Linked DNA regions of Mus musculus: region 1 is linked to region 2. Evidence: chromatin contacts called from public promoter capture Hi-C data. All regions are on one chromosome and are shown on one strand. The core of a region is the stretch at or near the end of the contact, and the rest is flanking DNA. Distances in the headings are between cores, read along the strand shown. Region 1 holds the start of Zcchc2 (zinc finger, CCHC domain containing 2). Region 2 holds the start of Gin1 (gypsy retrotransposon integrase 1).

Region 1 (4,683 bases), core at 775-3,274, 8.2 Mb after region 2:
CGCTGCAGCAGCCATCCTTCACCCTTGCTCCCTGTGTTCTGTCACTAATCACAGGGTGGAAAAAACCACTTAGACATGTGTGTGTGTGTGTGTGTGTGTGATTTGCAGAGTAGAGAGAGGGCCCTGAAACAACACCCTGTGGGGACAAACCATGAAGCTGGTGGAGGATAACCTGAATTAAGGTATAGTACATGTTATTTATAAGTGTTACTATCAACTGTGTTTTCTAATGCTAGCCAAGCTAGAGAGACAAAAATCATTATTAACAGTTGCAAATTTAATTCTGATGAAAATGTGGACTGGGTGCTGTGAGTCTAGATTAAATAACTGATGCAATAGAAAATTAAAGATTAAAAATCCATAGTCGGGATCACATATAAAAATCAATTTGGAAGTAGAGTATTTGCTCATTACATAAGGCATGGAAGTAAAGTTGGGAATGTGGTAGGGGAGGGGACGGGGGGGGGGGCTCCTCACTATTCTGCTTAAAACATTTCATCCTAAGCTTCAGAAATGTGCCTAAGTGATCAGGCAGGAACAGTAGACTCGAGGATAGTAGCTGAGGCTTACTTCGTTTAAGCTATACCCAAGAAGCACACGAAAGAGAAAACTACATGTCAGAATAGCTTTCACTTACTTTTATCAATATAAAATGTGCTGAGTAATTCTCCATCTCTCGGTTTTATCACGGAAGCTGATTTAGGGTTCAATTCAGTCTTATCCTAAATGATAAAGCCGCAGAGTTTGTGAGATAAAGGCGATTCTATACACTCTGTAGATGTCCCAACACTCTCAACGAGGGTTAGTGTGGCTTTTAATTTTCTCACGCTCCTACTTTGGTTATGTGGTATAAGTTCTTTATTTAAAACTGTCGGAAATTTTAAAAAGCAAACACACAAAGAAACTACTATTATGGACCCTCAAATAATAATAATAATAATAATAATAATAATAATAATAATAATCCTGTTTCCCCCGCCCCTGGGCACAAGATTTATATTTATTTACAATCATGGACTGACAAACAGCATGCCAAGAACTCTTGACCGGCAGTCAGGCTCCAGCACAAATGAGACAGGATGGTCCTGATGGCTCTGAGAGCAATCATGGCCCCTTGGGTTGGTTTGGTTTTTAAATTGATTTTTATGGTTGGGCTATACATATCACTGAAAGAGTCATAGGGAGGGCGGTGTCTACAAAACTTAAAAATGTAATATCGCTTAAAAACTTAAAACCCTGACAAGACAGTAACTTATTAAATTGTTTAAAAGAGTTACAGGAAATTCACACCAGCTCAAGAATTCCAAATGTTCACGGATAGGAACTAAAACGTAGGCAATAAGTGATTGCGCAAACCATAGATTTGGGGCAGGAGGGCGTCCTTAAACTTAACCTTGCAAGCCAGATGCAACCATTAGGCCAAGCACCCCCAGCAACAGGGTCCCCTCAGCCGGATACCCGGCCCAAAGCAGCACCTTGCAGCCAGCCTGAGCAAGGGCGCTCGCCGCCCAAAACCACTCTACATCCCGACCTAACTCCTGGATCTTCGTCCCAGCGTTCACACCAACGGTCCAGGTGAAGTTTTAGAATATGGTAATCTCCCGTGGCTGACTTTGGCGGAGTTCACGAGGCGGCAGGGGCTGGGAACCCACTTGGCGTGATCCAGGGCGGTGGCTGACGCGAAGATGGTCTGCAGCCACGGCACGGTCAGATCTCTCAAGAAAAACTAAGTCGATGTCCCTCCTCCCACGCGAACCTCGCCCACTTCTGCCGCTCCGGGCCAAGCTCACCTCGCCGTGGTCCGAAAGTCCCAAACCCACGTCCTCAGTCTGCTGGAACCCATCAAGCATTAGGACCGCGCGGGATGTGCCAGAGCCTTGCAGCATAGCAGGAGGTGGGCGTGGCTTCTCAGAGAGGGCGGCTCCCGGCGGGGAGGGGGGGGCAAACGAGAAGCTCGCGTCACGCCAGATCTAAACGTTGATTGGCTGGAGTGCGGTGCGCGGAGCCCGCCAGCGTCTCCGCCCAGCCCCGCTGCTCCTCCTCCTCCTCGCCAAGCCGCTCTGCCAGCGCCGGCTCGAGAGGGAACGGCTCAGGCCGTCACCGCCAGCCCCGTGCGGACGCGGAAAGGCGGAAGGAGGACGCGCTCGTCGACTTGCTCCTCCCGCACCGGACTCCCCAGCGGGCACAGAGCCCAGGGGAGGAGCCGTCGCGGTCACGCCCCGCCTCCCGCCGGGACGAAGCTGCCGGCCGGCCACCGCCCCCCGTCCCCGGTCGGCGAGACCCGCCCCCGGCCCGCCCCGGCGGCATGGAGGGGCAACGTTCTTGACGGCCGTGCCGCCGCCCGGGCGCTCGGCTCCTCCCGCCGCCCCCGCTCCCTCGCTCGCATGTCCGCACCGCCTTAGCTGAGGATGCTGAGGATGAAGCTGCCACCGAAGTCGACGCACCCCAGCGAGCCGCCGCCCGACGCGGAGGAGCCCGAGGCGGACGCGCGGCCGGGCGCAAAGGCTCCGCTGCGCCGCCGCCGCGACTGCCGCCCGCCGCCGCCGCCCACGGGCCTGCCGCGGGGACCCCCGCCGCCGCCGTCGCCGCCCCGGGGGCTCGAGCCGCCTGTTGCTAGCGGGCCGACGGCGGGCGCGGGCATGCCGGGCGGCGGCGGGCACGCGGCGGCGCTGCGCGAACAGGAGCGGGTGTATGAGTGGTTCGGGCTGGTGCTGGGCTCGGCGCAGCGCCTTGAGTTCATGTGCGGGCTGCTGGACCTGTGCAACCCGCTGGAGCTGCGCTTTCTCGGCTCGTGCCTGGAGGACTTGGCGCGCAAGGACTACCACTACCTGCGCGACTCGGAGGCGAAGGCCAACGGCCTCTCGGACCCAGGGTCGCTGGCCGATTTCCGAGAGCCCGCCGTGCGCTCGCGCCTCATCGTATACCTAGCGCTGCTGGGCTCGGAGAACAGAGAGGCCGCTGGCCGCCTGCACCGCCTCCTGCCCCAGGTGGACGCGGTGCTCAGAAGCCTGCGCGCGACTCGAGCCGAGGGCTCGCGGGGCAGCGTGGAGGACGAGCCGAGTGGCGATGGCGAGCAGGACGCGGAGAAGGACGGCCCCGGCCCGGAAGGCAGTGGCTGCGCCAAGCTCGGGACTGGAGGCGGGCTCGGCTTCAGGGCCCAAGAGGAACTGCTGCTGCTGTTCACCATGGCTTCGCTGCACCCGGCTTTCTCCTTCCACCAGCGGGTCACCCTGAGGGAGCACCTGGAGAGGCTCCGCAGCGCACTCCGGGTGGAGCCGGAGGACGCGGAGGTGGAGCCCAGCAACTTTGCGGGCTCCAGGGCCCAGGTAAGGTGCGAAGAAGTGCAGTCGCAGCTCCGGCCTCCGCCTCGGCGGGCCTCAGAATCCAGCTCTGACCCCAGCCTCATGCAGGTGTCTCGGAATAACCACTCCGCGGCTCTCAGCCATGGGTAGTCATCGTCATTTTCTTGGGTGGCTCATTTCCAGTCACCCACATGCACATTGAGCCACCCGCCATAACAGAATGCTCTAGAATTCTCTTCTGATGTGCACGAGTTATCACGGAAGACTGGAGCTCCCTGACCCTAGACCTCAGAATTAGGAGGCTCGTGGGACATTTTGGGCTCGAGTATTTGGGTGCTAGGTGCAAGGGGAAAAGCCAAGCGCTTGGGGCTGTCAACCACCGTCCGTTTAGCCCTGGGTGGGCTGTTTCCTAGTCTCAGCCTGTTTAAAAACCGCCTTACCCCTTGGCACTGCCAGGTTACTGTGGCATAAGGAACTTTTTATACTTAGTGTGTGCTAATTAAGGTTTTGAATAGGTCTTTTGGCTTTTAGTCGGAGAACTTTGTATTCACTGGGAGTGTGTGTGTGTGTTCCGGTGGGTATTCTGTGGAGACCTATGAATTGGCTGACCTAAGTACAAAAATCGGTCATCTAGGTAAAGACTTGGGATGGCCTGGCTAAACCTTTAACAGACTACCAAACAAGCTTTCCTAAGGGGCTTGATTTCTACTTCAGATTTGGGGTCTGGTGATCTCTTAGGTCTTTAGGCATTAACGTTGTCTGAAAGAGTTATTAAAACACATTTAGTACATAGGAATCCACTTATCGAAAACTTTAAAGAATTTTTACAGTCTTGAAAGTAATTTAATTAGGCCCAATAAACCACTTAAGAATGGCGATTTAATGGGGATATGTTTCAACTGCAGTAAAAACTGTAGATTAAGACCTTATTTTTGTGGATCAGATCTGATTTGGACGCCATGCTTTTCCACTTTAAGGGGGGGAGGTGTTCCCTCCCTCCGCGCTTGAAAGTTAACATGTATCAGCAGTCATTCAATATGGTAGAACTAAAATTGAGCATTATGTTTCACTAATGATTGTATAGACTCATTACCAAAGAACCCTGGGCATTTAGGATAGGTCTCAAAGGGCCTGCCTTAGAGATAATGTAGGCTGAGTACTTCTTTCTTTTTTTTTCCCCGTGAGGCATTTGTGAAATCACAATTTCATGTTTTATCTTATAAATCTTAACAAAATCCAGATGTAATAAGACTAATACCTTGCGTTTTCTTGATGAGTGTAAAATCATACCATCTTCTAGTGTCTCTACTACCAGCACACACGTTTGTGTAAATGATAATAAAAGCTTAATTCACCCTTCAGCCTACTCACTAAATCTACC
Region 2 (4,417 bases), core at 883-3,382:
AGATCCCAAAGCATTTTCTAGTGGAAACTTTATTATAAATGATAGCTAAATTCCAAGGCACTAGGAAGAAGTTACATAAAAAGTGTTAAATATTGGTTTCTTCCTGCTAGGAAAGGCAAGCTAGAATAGGTTTTTCGATTATATAAACCAAGACAGTTCCAAGTTCCATACAACTTTGGCAAATGACTGATTCCTCTCCCTCTTCAAAAGGTATACCTCTTTCTGCTGAGTCAGCATTTCTGCCTGGAATTTACCTTTCTGCTGAGTTAGCTTTTTGGTTTGGATTTTATTGCCATTTTAGAGGTAGTTCCTATTCCTGAAATAAACTGGAAGACTTCAAAGAATGCTTCCCAGACTCTTCTCATGCATCTACCAAACCCCAAACACATTTCTTAACCTTTTTGTCTCCTTGTGCTCCATACGTACCTTTCCCAATGATCTGTTTCACACCTGACAATGATGTGAGTGCTCAGGGTTTTGTTTCTAATTATCAAACATTTCAAATTATCAGAAAAACTAAATGAACTACTCTTATGCCTAGTATTAGATTCAATAGTCTATCAATTGTTAAATTTAATACCTTTATAATTACCTAAAAACTGAGATAGCAAGCATTGTACAATTATGAGCCTTCTAGTCATCAGTTTTTCCACTTGCCTTTTCAAAAAATAGCCTATGCTGCAGAAAATACATTCGACAGTCTGAAATATGTAATTCTACAGCACATACAGAATTTGCAGAAAGATCACGACTGTCATTTGTCACACACATATACACAAGCACACTATGGATGCATAACCTCTGATAGTTAGTGAAGAAACTGGAATAACAAGAGCAATGGCAGGACAATAGAATACAGATGCTGGATTCAGATCTAGTTTCTAGTAAACACTCAAAGGTTTTCCTGTGGCAAAATGTAACCAGGGTAAGTTCCACTACCTCACTAACTTTCCATTTTCCGGCTTAAAAATATAATAACCTAACAACCTTCACGAGCCTCTTGAAAGGATGAATGACAATATATGTGCAAACCATGTGGTACTGTTACACACTAATATCAGCTATCGTTATATTATTGCTCAAAAACCACGGGTTTCAGTTAGAAAAAAAAAACTGTAATAGTGAAACAAAATCCTGCCCCGGTATAGGCTAATGCTTAAGTCAGCCATGCTTCCTACTTCTGTGTCTTCCAGGACGCAAAAAGCAAAACGACCATTACCACAAACCTCAAGAATGGTAACTCTCAGGAAGTTGTCCAGAACCTCCAGGATGAGATCCAAAGGTCACTATCTACATGGGAGGACGCAACGCTGTGTAATCGATAAGGCGCGGGTGCGGCATTGACCTGCAACCTCGTCTCTTACCTTGCAACGCCGCTGTGCACACACACACAGTGCTTTTGTTCTTTGGAAGTGGGTGTGGAAAGCAAAGACAAGCAGAGCAAAGGATAGGGAATGAAACAGACACCTCTCCCCACAGAAGAAGCCAAACAACGGCGCACCCCTCGGTGAACGGAGATCCAAATACAAGTCGAACGTGGGTAGCTCCCTAACTAGCGGGACTGCAATTTCGGGCTTTTCAAACTCTAGAAATGAAAAGAGGAAGCGACTCGGGAAGCGGAGGAGAAATCAAGCCTGAAAGGGACCCTGGGGATGTTCTGTCACTCGTCCACAAGCACGCTGCCCTCCGCGACTGTCCGTGGCTCTTGCAAGACCACGTGTCCCGCATCCGCACCGTGGAGCAGAGACAAAGCAAACACCTGGAGGCGGCGGCGAGCCTCGGGCTGCCGGAGATGTCGCCTCTCCCGGTCCTCACCTGCCGTGGCTGCGGGCAGCAAGCGATCTGCGGGAGATGCTTGAGCCCATCCAGGTTTCGGTTCCTCCCCCTTTAATTGCGGGGGCGAGGGAAGGACGCTTGTGCCGAGGCGGCTCTCGGAGGCGTGGACCTGAAGCTTCCCTCGCCGGCCACCGCGGAACCGCTGGCACTGGCACACCTCAGGAGCCTCCGACACGCCTCTTCCCTGCCCGCCCTCCACAGGGCTCCCACGGAAACTGCACCGGCCGGAACAGTTTCCGGCGGACCAACGACCCGCCTGAGCCTTCCTGTTCCACAAGCGCCACCAGAACTCCGACCCCCGGCAGTTCCGCTTCCGGTAGCACCAGATAAATCGCGAGAGGAGAGTTAAAAACCTGCCGTTTGCACTTAGGACCACTTCGGTGAGTGGTCGTTCTAGTGTGTTCTGTCATACCTATTTTTCTTTATTTTTTTCTTCATTTTTTTTAAAAACGGAGACGTAGCCTTCCAGTAACTTTAAAACGGTCCCCTTCGACTGCTCTAAGGACGGGTTTGACTAGCGGAGGTTTCGCGCAGGCGCCGTTTGGGGCGGGAGGGCCTTGAACTTGCACAGCGCCGCGGATGGTGGCTGCAAAGAGGCGAGGACTGTTGGGCTCAGGGAGGTGGCGACTCGGTATAATTGAGCTGTCAACGGTCCTTTTCCTGCTTAGGCAAGGATTAGCGGGACCTAGCCCTCAGGGGTCCGTTAACGAGGTGTCAAAAAGCTTGCGGAGCTCTCCCTTGCCGGCGGCGGCGAATGCTGGACTGCCTTCAAAACTCGAGTGCAGCGGCGCTTGTCCGAAGCTGGAGGAGTTTCGTCCTGCATAGTAGTCACCATTCAGTGTGAAAACGTACACCTGTGTAAAGGAACGAGCTCAAGGGGGGTGGGGTGGGGACCTTAAAGCTCTAAAGGGAAAATACACTTTTTAAAAAAATCTCAATTTTCAAAATGGACCTGAATTTGTCCTGTGCGGCTTTATCTGTATGCATATGGAAATAAAGGGAAAAGAGGCAGGGTATGGTCTGAAGTATTGCCGCCTCAGGCTTATCCCTGCCTCCTCCCAGTTAATATATAATTGTACGGGTTCAGTTTTCAGAGATTAAAGCAGAATAATTCAAAAGTCGGAACCCTAATCCCACAATCCTGTGTTTATTAAAACATTACAACTTTTGTGTTTTGAAGTTAGAATACAAACTTACTGTGTAACCTTTCATTGGCTTTAATAGTAGCTTCATGCTAAAAATAAAAAGAATAGTTAATTGTTTTCATTGGTTACGCAAGACAAAATTATAGATGTTAAGCAATAAGTATTGGTAAAAATATTTGTTGTTCTTAACGTTGTACGAGGAACATGCTGTAAAGACCTAATCAAATATCCTGATGAAATTGCAACACTTTGGTGCTCAGCTTTTAACGGAATGCATATGCCCAGCTGCCTCACCCGAGCTGACCGGCCTCCCTATCATGGGACACAGGGCTGTCCAACTGTGACTCAGAATAAACCATTCTCCTTGGTGCCTTTCCTGCTCATTTTATAGTAACAGTGACACGGTAGCTAATGTGGGCAGCTCTCACAATTGAGAGGCTTCTGTACAGCAAAGGAAACATTTGAGTGAAAAGATACCCTGCATAGTAGGGAAAAACCATTCCCACTAGTAGAAGACTGCTGCCTGGAATGTGCAGAGAAATCAAAATACTAAGGAAAAAATACAGAATCCAGTTTTATAAGTGGGTAAAGGACTGAGTGAAAAATTCTCAAAAGAGAAATACATGTCATCGAAACTATGTTTTAAAACTGTTAAACATCTTTATCCACTAGGTAAATGCAGATTAAGACAAATTTGAAATTTCATCTTAGGCCATTAAGGTCACCATCCTTAAGAGGTCAAATAACAAAATGACAAAAGCATGCAGAGGTGGGAGGAAGGGAGCTCTTATTCAGTTCTGGTGGGGTATGAACGGGTGCGGCACTACATGGGAGTAAGCTCGGGGCCTCTCACAAACTAAAACTAGAACTTCCACGTGACCCAACTCTCCGGCTTCTGGGCATATCCCAGGGTATGTGAATATTTTCACAGAGACATTTACATACCTTTGCTTACTGCTCTTGTATTCACATTAGCAAGGAAATGAGATCACTCCAGATGTCCATCACAGAATGTCTGTAGAATACATGTGCTATGGACTGGTACTCAGCCTTAGAGGGAAATGACATTAATAAACATTTCAAAAGCAAACCAAAAGGAATGACACTGGAAAATACTGTCCTAAGTAAGTTAGCTCAGGCTGAAAAAGATACCTATGTTCTCCCGTGTTCTGACGTATTCTTCTTAGATCTAATCTTAAGACATAAATGTGTTAATTTAGGGGTGGTTATGTGTAGGGGCCAGGAATGGAGAAGAGAGTCCATGATGGGGCGGGGGGACCAGTTCTGAGGGAGGTAACGGAGACCAATTGAACACATATGATATGAACATGCAATAGAGAATACAGAGAGGGCGAAAATGTGAAAGGAAAAGGGAGAGAGGAGTGAGTGAACGGTGGGGCCAACAGGAAATAAGTATGAATTCCATACAGAATCCT

What was found. Promoter capture Hi-C pulls out the DNA fragments that hold promoters and counts their contacts.
Region 1: a promoter capture Hi-C map of pre-B cells shows a contact between it and region 2. The contact joins the promoter of Zcchc2 here to the promoter of Gin1 in region 2.

The regions. Positions count from the first base shown.
Region 1 is chr1:105,988,382-105,993,064 of GRCm38.p6, forward strand. It overlaps Zcchc2 (zinc finger, CCHC domain containing 2), which reads left to right and starts at 2,025. Exons shown (of 14, transcript NM_001122676.1): 1 at 2,025-3,326. The coding sequence starts at 2,409. Gm7160 (predicted gene 7160) reads right to left here and starts at 1,901. Exons shown (of 3, transcript NR_151625.1): 1 at 1,791-1,901; 2 at 638-722.
Region 2 is chr1:97,768,040-97,772,456 of GRCm38.p6, forward strand. It overlaps Gin1 (gypsy retrotransposon integrase 1), which reads left to right and starts at 2,133. Exons shown (of 8, transcript NM_026250.3): 1 at 2,133-2,216. Ppip5k2 (diphosphoinositol pentakisphosphate kinase 2) reads right to left here and starts at 2,053. Exons shown (of 28, transcript NM_173760.5): 1 at 1,816-2,053.